Regions from separate parts of the Sus scrofa genome. Here regions 1 and 3 are each linked to region 2. A link is a contact called in public Hi-C data. All regions are on one chromosome and are shown on one strand. Each heading gives the region's core, a stretch centred on a gene start, on an enhancer-like site or on the middle of the called end of the contact. The rest is flanking DNA. Distances are from core to core; before and after follow the strand shown.

The links. A called contact is a pair of places that touch in the nucleus more often than the background predicts.
Region 1: a Hi-C map of liver shows a contact between it and region 2, with 10 times the contacts expected there. The contact joins two enhancer-like sites. A contact is called at or near these places in 5 of 47 Hi-C or Micro-C datasets (alveolar macrophages, embryonic fibroblasts and liver).
Region 3: a Hi-C map of liver shows a contact between it and region 2, with 9 times the contacts expected there. The contact joins two enhancer-like sites. A contact is called at or near these places in 5 of 47 Hi-C or Micro-C datasets (alveolar macrophages, liver and skeletal muscle).

What each region holds. Positions count from the first base shown.
Region 1 is chr9:106,417,245-106,420,321 of Sscrofa11.1, forward strand. No RefSeq gene overlaps it. Among named protein-coding and RNA genes, the nearest start is that of CCDC71L, 130 kb to the right of the region's middle. Within about 2 kb of position 1,442, at least 7 of the 83 cell types and tissues checked have an H3K27ac peak or open chromatin away from gene starts, as enhancers often do. A contact at or near this core is called in liver, where this site is marked.
Region 2 is chr9:106,637,517-106,640,725 of Sscrofa11.1, forward strand. No RefSeq gene overlaps it. Among named protein-coding and RNA genes, the nearest start is that of PIK3CG, 66 kb to the right of the region's middle. Within about 2 kb of position 1,740, at least 8 of the 83 cell types and tissues checked have an H3K27ac peak or open chromatin away from gene starts, as enhancers often do. A contact at or near this core is called in liver, where this site is marked.
Region 3 is chr9:106,435,110-106,438,367 of Sscrofa11.1, forward strand. No RefSeq gene overlaps it. Among named protein-coding and RNA genes, the nearest start is that of CCDC71L, 110 kb to the right of the region's middle. Within about 2 kb of position 1,627, at least 16 of the 83 cell types and tissues checked have an H3K27ac peak or open chromatin away from gene starts, as enhancers often do. A contact at or near this core is called in liver, where this site is marked.

The DNA.
Region 1 (3,077 bases), core at 192-2,691, 220 kb before region 2:
TTCTTACTCAAAAATGTCTCATGGGAATTCTTTCCAAATAAGCTGGTTTAGCTGTAACTAATTTTTTTAATGACTGAAAAAATATCCCTTTGAATGAGATGTATCAACAGTTATGAAGCTACTACTCTGCTTATAGCCATTCTTTTCTGTTTCTTCCCTCTGAACCAGGCTGCAGGAAACCTCTTTGGACATATATCCTTAAAGCTGCTGCTTTTATTTCTAGGTGCTATCCTCCCAGGAGGGAAGTTGCTGGTTCAAGGGACACATGATCTTTTTCATTTTAATAGACACCATCAAGTTTCTTTCCCCAAAGATTTGGGCACATGACATTTCGCCAGCAAAGTTATCAGAGTACGTTCCTCCCCTAATCCCACCAGCATATGGTATTATGGCTCTTTCTGCCAGTTTAAGTGTAAAATGGTCTTTTATTGTTAACTTGAATTTGCCTATGTCTCACGACTAATGAATTTGAGCATCTTCTCATATGTTCATTGGCCTGTTGGCCATTTGAATTTATTCAATAAATTGTTCATTTGCATCCTTTGAGCATCTTTCTCCCATCTTGTCTTTTTCTCAAATTTAAGAGTTGGTATTTTTATATATAAACCTTGTTACTTGCATTACAAGTGTACTGTCATCTATTGATTTTATAATTTTTAAATCAAATATAACTATATTTTCCTTTAAAGTTTTTAGTTTGGGTTTTAAAAGTCTTCTTCCATCTCTAGAATGTTTATGTAGAATACCACATTTTAAAACATTCCCTGCATTGTATTTTTTTACATTTAGATTTTAAACTATAAGGGGATTTTTCCATACAGTATAAGGTAGGAGTCTATGTTTATTTTCTTCCAAATGAAGAGCCAGCATTATCTATTCTATATTACATCTTTTTTTTTAATTTGTAAATATTAAATTCTAACATTGAGATTGGCACCTGCCTCTTTCTAAAGGCAATTCAATAAAAAATTGGGAGGGTAACCAACATTTCAGCCATGGTAGTTTTTGGGTGGCAGGAATTTAGGTAACATAATTATTCATTTGGCTTAGCTGTGTGTTCTGATTTTTCCTATATTGAGCAAGCAGTACTGTTTTAACAAAAGTGAATAAAGGAGGGGAAAAAACCCAGCAAATACAGAGTTTCATCATCCATAGTGTCTTAGGACAAAAACAGTCACCAGGGAGCAGCATCACTATTCCGATAACAGAAACTTGAGAAGGGTTTCTCCCTGGGGGGAGGCAGGAAGAGACCTGTAATCGGGTTGTTTCTGGGAGTCCCTGGAAAATCTCTTTAAAGGCCACTTGGCCCTGAGTTGGGTGCTGATTAGGTTTGGCGAAGTCATTGAAGTCATTTCCTTCAGGCAAGAAGCTCGTTGTGAAATAGGTTGTGAGGTGGGGACTTAAAAATGGGATTAGCAGGCATTGAGTGCTCAAGCACAAGGAGTTTAATTGGTTGGAAAAGCAGCTTGCTCTGAGCTGATGCAATAACTACTGGGGCTGAGTGTTCTGTCTGAATATGGTGAAATGATGCAATTATTACTGCCTGCGTTAATCAGCCACTCAATTACTGGCAGGAACTTACATGCTTCAAACAGTACCTTGAATTGGAGATCAGAGAGCACAAATTAGGTGAAAGTGACCAGAGCCCTGTAACTCCAGGGCATAGCATCTGTCCCTCACTGAGAAGGTCACTTATCCCTCAAATCTCCATCAAACAGTCCCATGGCACACGTAAAAGCCATTTGCAGAGTCATGGTTGTTGTCTCTCAGGGCCAAATGACCAGCAGCAGCACAGCCCAAGGTAACCTAGACAGACTTCCCCACCTCCACCCCCCAAAACACACTTCCTTCTTCACCCGGTCACCCTAGGGAAGGTCAAAGCATGAGAGCTGGCGTGGTGGTCAAGGCCTGGTACTGGGGGTGGAGGTGGGGGGGTGTCAGCAAATCAAAATGCACATTGTAATTCCAGTTTGTGCAGAGGGAACCCTGCAACAAGACTAGTTTCTCCAAAACCACTTATAACAAGTGCAGCATCACGTTTCTTGGCGCCACTTCTGATGATGCCTCTTAGAGGATGCACTCGGCAGAATTCCAGAGACGGGCTCATAAACTAACCAGGTGGGAAGGCAGAACTTAGTGGTCCAAGGAGGCTCCTGTCCAAGAGTCCGCTGACCAAGATAGCCTTTAGGGACTCCTCCTTAGAACAGTATTGCCCACAACCGAGTCCTTGATAATTATTGACCCACCTGATGATTTTTCGCAATAGGGCTGTTCTGGGATGATGGTGAAATACCAGACCACACATATTGGCAGTCAGGCAAGCTGTGGAGAGAGATGACACCCCCTTAATGGCAGCTGAAGGGCCTCATGAGGTCTGTACAAAGGCCCCCCAACTACCTTTTGCAAGAAGGGGGTATGGTGACTGAGTGACTCTGGCCTTCTCCATTACCCAGGGGAACTTGATGCCTCAGAGTTGACTTCATTGCAGTCATAATCATTTCAGGCTTGAACACGGCAAAGCAGGTATTCTCACATATCCACCTTGGCCATGAAACAAACAATAACAACACTCAATAAATTTCCCATATCTCTTTTAACTTAGAGAAATAAAATAGACTTTCCAAGACAAATTGGCCAGGAGCTAAGTGCCTCATTAAATTTTGGGGAGTATCTTGGAAAAACTTTAACTTTGGTTTTGGAATCATTTGAATTAAATCCATTATTTACCTCAGAAAAGGACAAGACCAAAAGGGCTTCAGTTTCTCTAGGTGGTTGCTACTTTTACTTCTCATTACTTAAAGTGGCTGGCTGGGTTTTTTCAGTTTGTTTGTTTTGGGGTTTGCTTTTTATTTTGTTATTTTATTTTGTCTTTTTAGGGCCACACCCGTGGCATATGGAGGTTCCCAGCTAGGGGTCGATTAGGAGCTATAGCTGTTGGCCTACACCACAGCCACAGCCACCCCAGATCCTTAATCCACTGAGCAAGGGGAGGCCAGGGATCAAAACTGCATCCTCAGTGATGCTAGTCAGATTTGCTTCCACTGAGCGATGATGGGAATTTCTGGTTTTGCTTTTTA
Region 2 (3,209 bases), core at 490-2,989:
AATGCAGCTGCCTGGGATATGGGACATTGTAAAAAGTCACCACAAGTGTTGCATCTTCAGCCTTGTTGATCTAGAAATCCAGTTTTGTCCATTCACCCAGGGAGGATCAGATTCTGACAGATTGATCCCGGCTAATCATACAAAGGGAGATACACTTATAAACCAGAGTGTTAGTTTCTTGATCTATAAAAGAAGGTATATCTGACCAGTCAGCAGGCTCTGCTCTTTGCTTGAGCATGTCTTTCTGGCAGGGAAGTCCTCTTAGAAAAACACACTAATGCCATATTTAAATGTTTGACTACCATGGCAACCCATAGGGACACTTTTGCATGCACCTATGCCTGCAGGTGTGTGATTTGAAGAGCAGACTGTGACTCTTTGTGATTAGAAAAGGGTATCCTACTTTCTGGTAGATACAGGCCCATGATGATGAGGGGAAGGTGGGCTGGATTTCACCCCCAACTCATTTCTTAGGGTAGGGGTCGTTGTGCAGTGTAAAACCTAGGCAAGAGTATATAGCAGACCTAATAGAAGCAGTGAATTAAAACAAGAGTAATTGGGTATTTTAAGGAATATTTCCATTAAAGTATATGGCATATGGTATCAAGAAGAGTGACTGTCATGAAATGATGTCTTTTCACCTTCCAGTGTATGTGAAACCTATTTAAAAAAATCAAAGTTTCCTTTGTTAATCCCATATGAAATAATGGATCCAACTCTAAAGAGGTCCTTTTGGTCTTTTCTAGGGCTGTACCCGCAGTATATGGAGGTTCCCAGGCTAGGGGTCTAATCAGAGCTGTAGCCACCGGCCTACACCAGAGCCACAGCAATGCCAGATCCCAGCTGCATCTGAGACCTACACCACAGCTCACTGCAACGCCAGATCCTTAACCCACTGAGCAACCTACAGTTACTAGTCAGGTTCATGAACCACTGAGCCATGACAGGAATTCCTTCTTTTTTTTTTTTTTTTTTTTTTTGTTAAACATCCAACAGTGGCTGAAAATATTTTAAAGTCATTCTGGAAAGTGTTCACATTTCCACACTCTATTTCACTGCAAGAAAAAGGGCAAATTCCAGCAAGAGAAGCTGGAATCCTGGAGAGAAAGAGATGAGACAACTTGGGTTTGCCCCTCCCCCTGCAAGGGTAGCTGAAATCAGCCAGTTCAGCAAACAATTGTACTGCCCCCCCACCCCCCACCTGTTAGAGAAAAGGACAGCAAACAACCTGCAAAAGGCCACATCAAGTTTTATCCTGATATGCAGGTCTGATCCACTCCCTTGCTGGGCCCCCTCGGTGTGGCCAAGCCTGGAGGTCACTCTTCCCCTTCCTTTCTCCTCTATCTGTCCTTCCCTGGGGCTTGCCTTAAAGGACAGTTTCTTGATCAGAAGAAATCAATTCTAAGACATTAACCACTTGAAAACAGTGATCGGGTCACCCCTACCATTCATGGGCTCTAAGACAAGAATGTGATAGAGGCCCACAAACCGTCTATGTATTTAGACGTTATCATCAATGCTAAGGAGCTGCTGAATGAAACATGTTCTGTTCTCCTACCTGATAAATGTACCTTCCAAGGGACCCAGAATGCCAGGTGGCAGTACAGGGAAAGCCAGCTCCTGGCCACAGCCAACCCTGCACTTGGGGTTTCCTCTGGCTCTGGTAGATACAACAGCTCACAGAGCCAAGCTCCATCCACATCCCCAGGGACGGCTGTCCCCAGGCCAGCCACCTCTGAGGCCTAAGGCTGTCAACAACAGGGTACGCCCCCTGGAGGTCAGACCAGGAAAGAGCCCGTGCAAAACCTGGGAGCCCGCTCAGTGGTGGCAGAAAATTCCAGGCGCCTGGCACCTTGATGAAGGTCTGGAAGGCTGGTCCTCGACTCCAGGTGGCATATCCTCTTGAGTCCACTGATTGCCCCACCACACGAGGATGGACAGGGCCAGAGCAGGGTCCTCTAAATACAGACCTGGCCTGGATCTAAGTGGTACTGTCACTGATTATTTGATTTTTAGTCCTAGCTACTTCAATTATGAGTCTGATCTCAAAGTGCAGTCCTGAAGAAGCCTGTTAAAATGTAAATTCCTAAGCCTTAGCCCAGACCTAGGAATCAGTTGATCTGGACAAAGTTTCAAGGAATCTTTATTTTTTTTTTTAATCTATAATGATTTTTATTTTTTTACATTATAGCTGGGTTATAGTGTTCTGTCAGTTTTCTACTGTACAGCAAGGTGATCCAGTTACACATACATATACACATTCTTTTTTTCTCCCATTATCATGCCCCATCATAAGTAACTAGACAGAGTTCCCAGTGCTATACAGCAGGATCTCATTGCTTATCCATTCCAAAGGCAATGGTTTGCATCTATTAACCCCCATTTTTTTTTTTTTTTTTTGGAATCTTCATTTTTAAACAATCTTCCTAAATGACTCTTACTCTGAAAGTTGAGAAATGTTATCAAACAGCTCGGGCCCTGCCTTTCACAGGAATCTATAAAATCTATCCCCTAACGCTGGGCCCCTGAATGAACTAATGAATGGCTCTCCATCCTAGAGATATTATCATCTAGATAACCTCGTGAGACTTCCAGAAGCTAAGGCCAGACTCTTCAGCAGAGGGTTAGATAAACACTGACCACACTGTACTCGCCAGTTCCAAGAACACCATTACTTAATTCCTGGCAAGTAGCAATGTAATTGAATAGGTCACAGTTTGCTTCTAGCCAGCTTCGTGGGAACACCGTGATCTCTTATCAAAGATTCTGAAAACATGCATGGTTTCCCAACTGTAGTGGGGCAATTTTTTAATTATTACTCAATTCTGTGCCATTTAAGTCCCCTCATTCTTTCCTTTCACCCACCATTCAGCAGTCTGTGGGCACCTTCTGAATAGCTCACCTTCAGGGTAGAACCATCCAGGCAGAACAAAAGCCATGGGTTATAAGCTACCAGGAAGATTTTGGTCAATCTATAGCAAAGACCACTGTCTGCTTTCTACTGGAAGGGGCATGCATCTGAGAGAAGAAAAGTGAGTTTCTCCTTTTTAAAAAAATTGCAAATACCAGAGCTTAACTTTAAATATCAAGATCCAAAACCCATGAATTCAGAGAACCTTATACCATAACCCACTGATAGAAGAAGAATGCATATGCTGACTTAAAGTAGGTAAAAATGTAATGAATGGGGGAGAAAAATCAGAGTGAAT
Region 3 (3,258 bases), core at 377-2,876, 200 kb before region 2:
CTTCAAAAACAGCATAGCAAAGGATACTCCAGTCACAGGAGATCTTAGCCAGAAGCTGATGTCAGTTTCAGCCTGGGTCACCAAATGCTTGTTAAGAAGAAGGGCTAATTGTGGGCAGTGGCGTGGAAAGTTCTCCCAAATGTCTTCCATCCTCAGAGGAGCTTCCCACATACCCTCCACATTTCTAGAGAGATAGGATTTGTCAAAATACTGAGGAATGTAAAGACGTGAAGCATCAGGGCTCCTGTAAAACACTCCGAAGACAAGCCTGCCCTGTGTAGGAACTTTAAAACTCAGATCGGAGAGGACCTCCCACCATCTGAGGGTGAATGGCTGCAGGAGCTCCAGGAAGGGGCCAGAGGTGCATTATGGCTTTGCCTCAGTTACAACTCAGGGACAGAATGTGATCTGGACTGAGGAAATTACAGGAGGGCCTTAAGGACTGTCAGGCAAGCAGGCAGGTGGGTGGAGGCACTGAGAATGTTTTCCCTGATCTGCTTCCAGAGAGAAGCCTTCCATGTCATTTTTTTGCTCTAGAGTGAGGCTTTGTTTTCTGTGCCCATCAAATTGAATTACTCTAGGTTGCATCCATGCTCCTATCTCTGGCTACACTATGGCTCCACAAAGGCTTGGACTAAGTCTGGGTCTTATTCATTGTGCATCCCTACACCTTAGCAAAAAGAGCCTAGAACTTAGAAATTTTAGCTGAATGAAGAGTGAGACTCGGAGGCAAAGATTACTTTAATTACCATTTCCACTGGTACACATTTATCACCTGGCTGGTGTGGTTTGAAGTGTGAGATTAGAAACTCTATTACTAAATAATTACAGTGATTTTGTTGAGAACCTGAAACCTAAAGCTATCATTTTCTGATTCTCAACTAAGAAAATACAACTACACCACTGATGTGGTCTAAATATTTGCATCCTCCCAAATCCATATGTTGAACTCCTTACCCCAAGGTGATGGTATTAGAAGGTGGGACTTTTAGAAGGTTATTAGAAACAGGAGGACTCTGCTCTCCTGATTGAGATTAGTGTCCTTATAAAAGACTCCAGTGTATATAAAATATATAAAAGACTCAATTAAAGACCTCCTTTCCCTCTTCCATCAAGTGAGGTCACAGTGAAAACTCACTGTCTATGAACCAGGAAGTGGGCCCTCAGCAGACACCAAATCTGCCAGCACCTTGATCTTGTACTTTCAGCCTCCAGAACTGTGACAAATCAATTTCTGTTGTTGATAAGCCATTCAGTCTATGGAATTCCGTTATGGCAGCCTGAATGGACTAAAACTACTTTGTCAATCCATGAGGAAAGGGAGCTGCCTTCTTGGGAGTGCCCGGTTTTGTCTGATTAGCACAGTTGAAATTTTTATGTTAAAAAATCATATTGTGTTAAAATGATTAGAAAACAGCTACAGTTCTTCACTCCTCCCTGTATCTATACCTGTTGCAATGTGACACTGTGGTTCTCCCAACAAGAAGTGGAGTCTATTTCCCCCATCCCTTGAATCTGGATGGGACTTGCGACTTGCTTTGGCACAAAATGTAATGGAAGTGATAGTGTGCTGGTTCTGAGCTTATGCCTCTAGGGAGCTTGCATATTTCCACACGCTCTCAGAATCCTGCCACCACTATGTAAACAAACCCAGGCTAGCCTGTTAGATAATGAAAGACACGTGGCTTGGTCACATATTGACTCAGTTGACAGCCAGCCAACTGCCAGATGTGTGAGGCCATCCTAGACCAGCAGCTCCAGAAATAGCTAACTGATCCACGTAGAATGTCTAAGAATGGTTTCACTCTGGTCACTAACTCTGCTAGCAACATTCTACTTTCAATCAGACCAGAATCTTGATTATTTCAGAAAGGTCAAAGGGGAAAATAATCAAACCTTCATATTTTTCTTGACACAGATCAGGGGGAGGAGTTTAAAAGAATTAATGCACTTGCAGAATTAACTGATTTGTTTCTAGGGTTATTGGCAATTGGAAAAAATGATTAATAGTACCATGCTAATCAGAGACCTTACTAACCTGAGCTGCCTTATACTGGAGAGTATGCAAGCTTACAAGGCTCATTTACAAAAGCAATTTAATCTAGTGCTGGGGAGTTTCCATCATGGTTCAGTGGAAATGAATCTGACTAGCATCCATGAGGATGCAGTTTCCATTCCTGGCCTCACTCAGTAGGTTAAGGATCTGGCATTGCTATGAGCTACAATGTAGGTTGCAGACCAGGCTCGGATATGGCATTGCTGTGGCTGTGGTGTAGGTCAGCAGCTACAGCTCTGATTCGACCGCTAGCCTGGGAACCTCCATATGCCATGGGAGCGGCCCTAGAAAAGGCAAAAAGACCAAAAAAAAAAAAAAAAAAAAAGAGTAACTCATAACTGTTAAGAGTTACGATAAGTTCTTGTTAGAATTAGGTTTAGTTCTAAGTGACAAAAAGCCCCAAATCACAATAGCTTAAATTGGATTGCAATTTATTTCCCTTACATAACTATCTAGGAAAGATCAGGACCTCATTGTGCCAGGGGCCCAGGCTTCTTCTAACTGGCTGCACTGCCATGGGTGGCCTTGACTCCATGAACCCAGATGGCAGCTATGCATTCCAAGCAGGAAGATGCAGGGAGGAAGAATAAAAGGCAAAGGAGGGAGGGTGTCAAGATGGCAGAGTAAGAGGATGCAGAACTCACCTACCCCTCAAAGACATCAAAAACACATCTATCTATGCAACATTTATGAAAACTAGAGACTAGCAGAAAGACCCCTATATAACCAAGGATGTAAGAAAGAACCACATGGAATCAGGTAGGAGGGAAGAGAAGTGACCATAGATTGGGACCTATGACCCTGAGAGGGGACATCTAGGGAAAAGGAGATCCTCACTGGGGATGAAACAGCTTAAGTCATATATTGGGTGCCCTGACCTTGGGGTCCAACACAGGGAAGATGAGCCTGCCCTTAGCTAGTCAGAGGGTCAGTGGGACAAACATGAGGGCTGTGAGAAGCCTGGACTCCACTTGTGAGGAGCATGCAGCCTCTTACTTGGGGCCAAAGAAGTGCACAGTAGAAAATGCACAGATACCCCGGCATGCACCGGAGCCTCAGCATAGCAAATGTGCCAGCTCCACTTGCTTTAGGACACAGTACACACAGAAGCCTGGGATGCCATGGCTGAGGAGACAGCTCAGCTGTGACACACGGAGGTGGCTCAAACCTGAAGTAGCTTCTGAATCAGGAGGAGGCAGCCA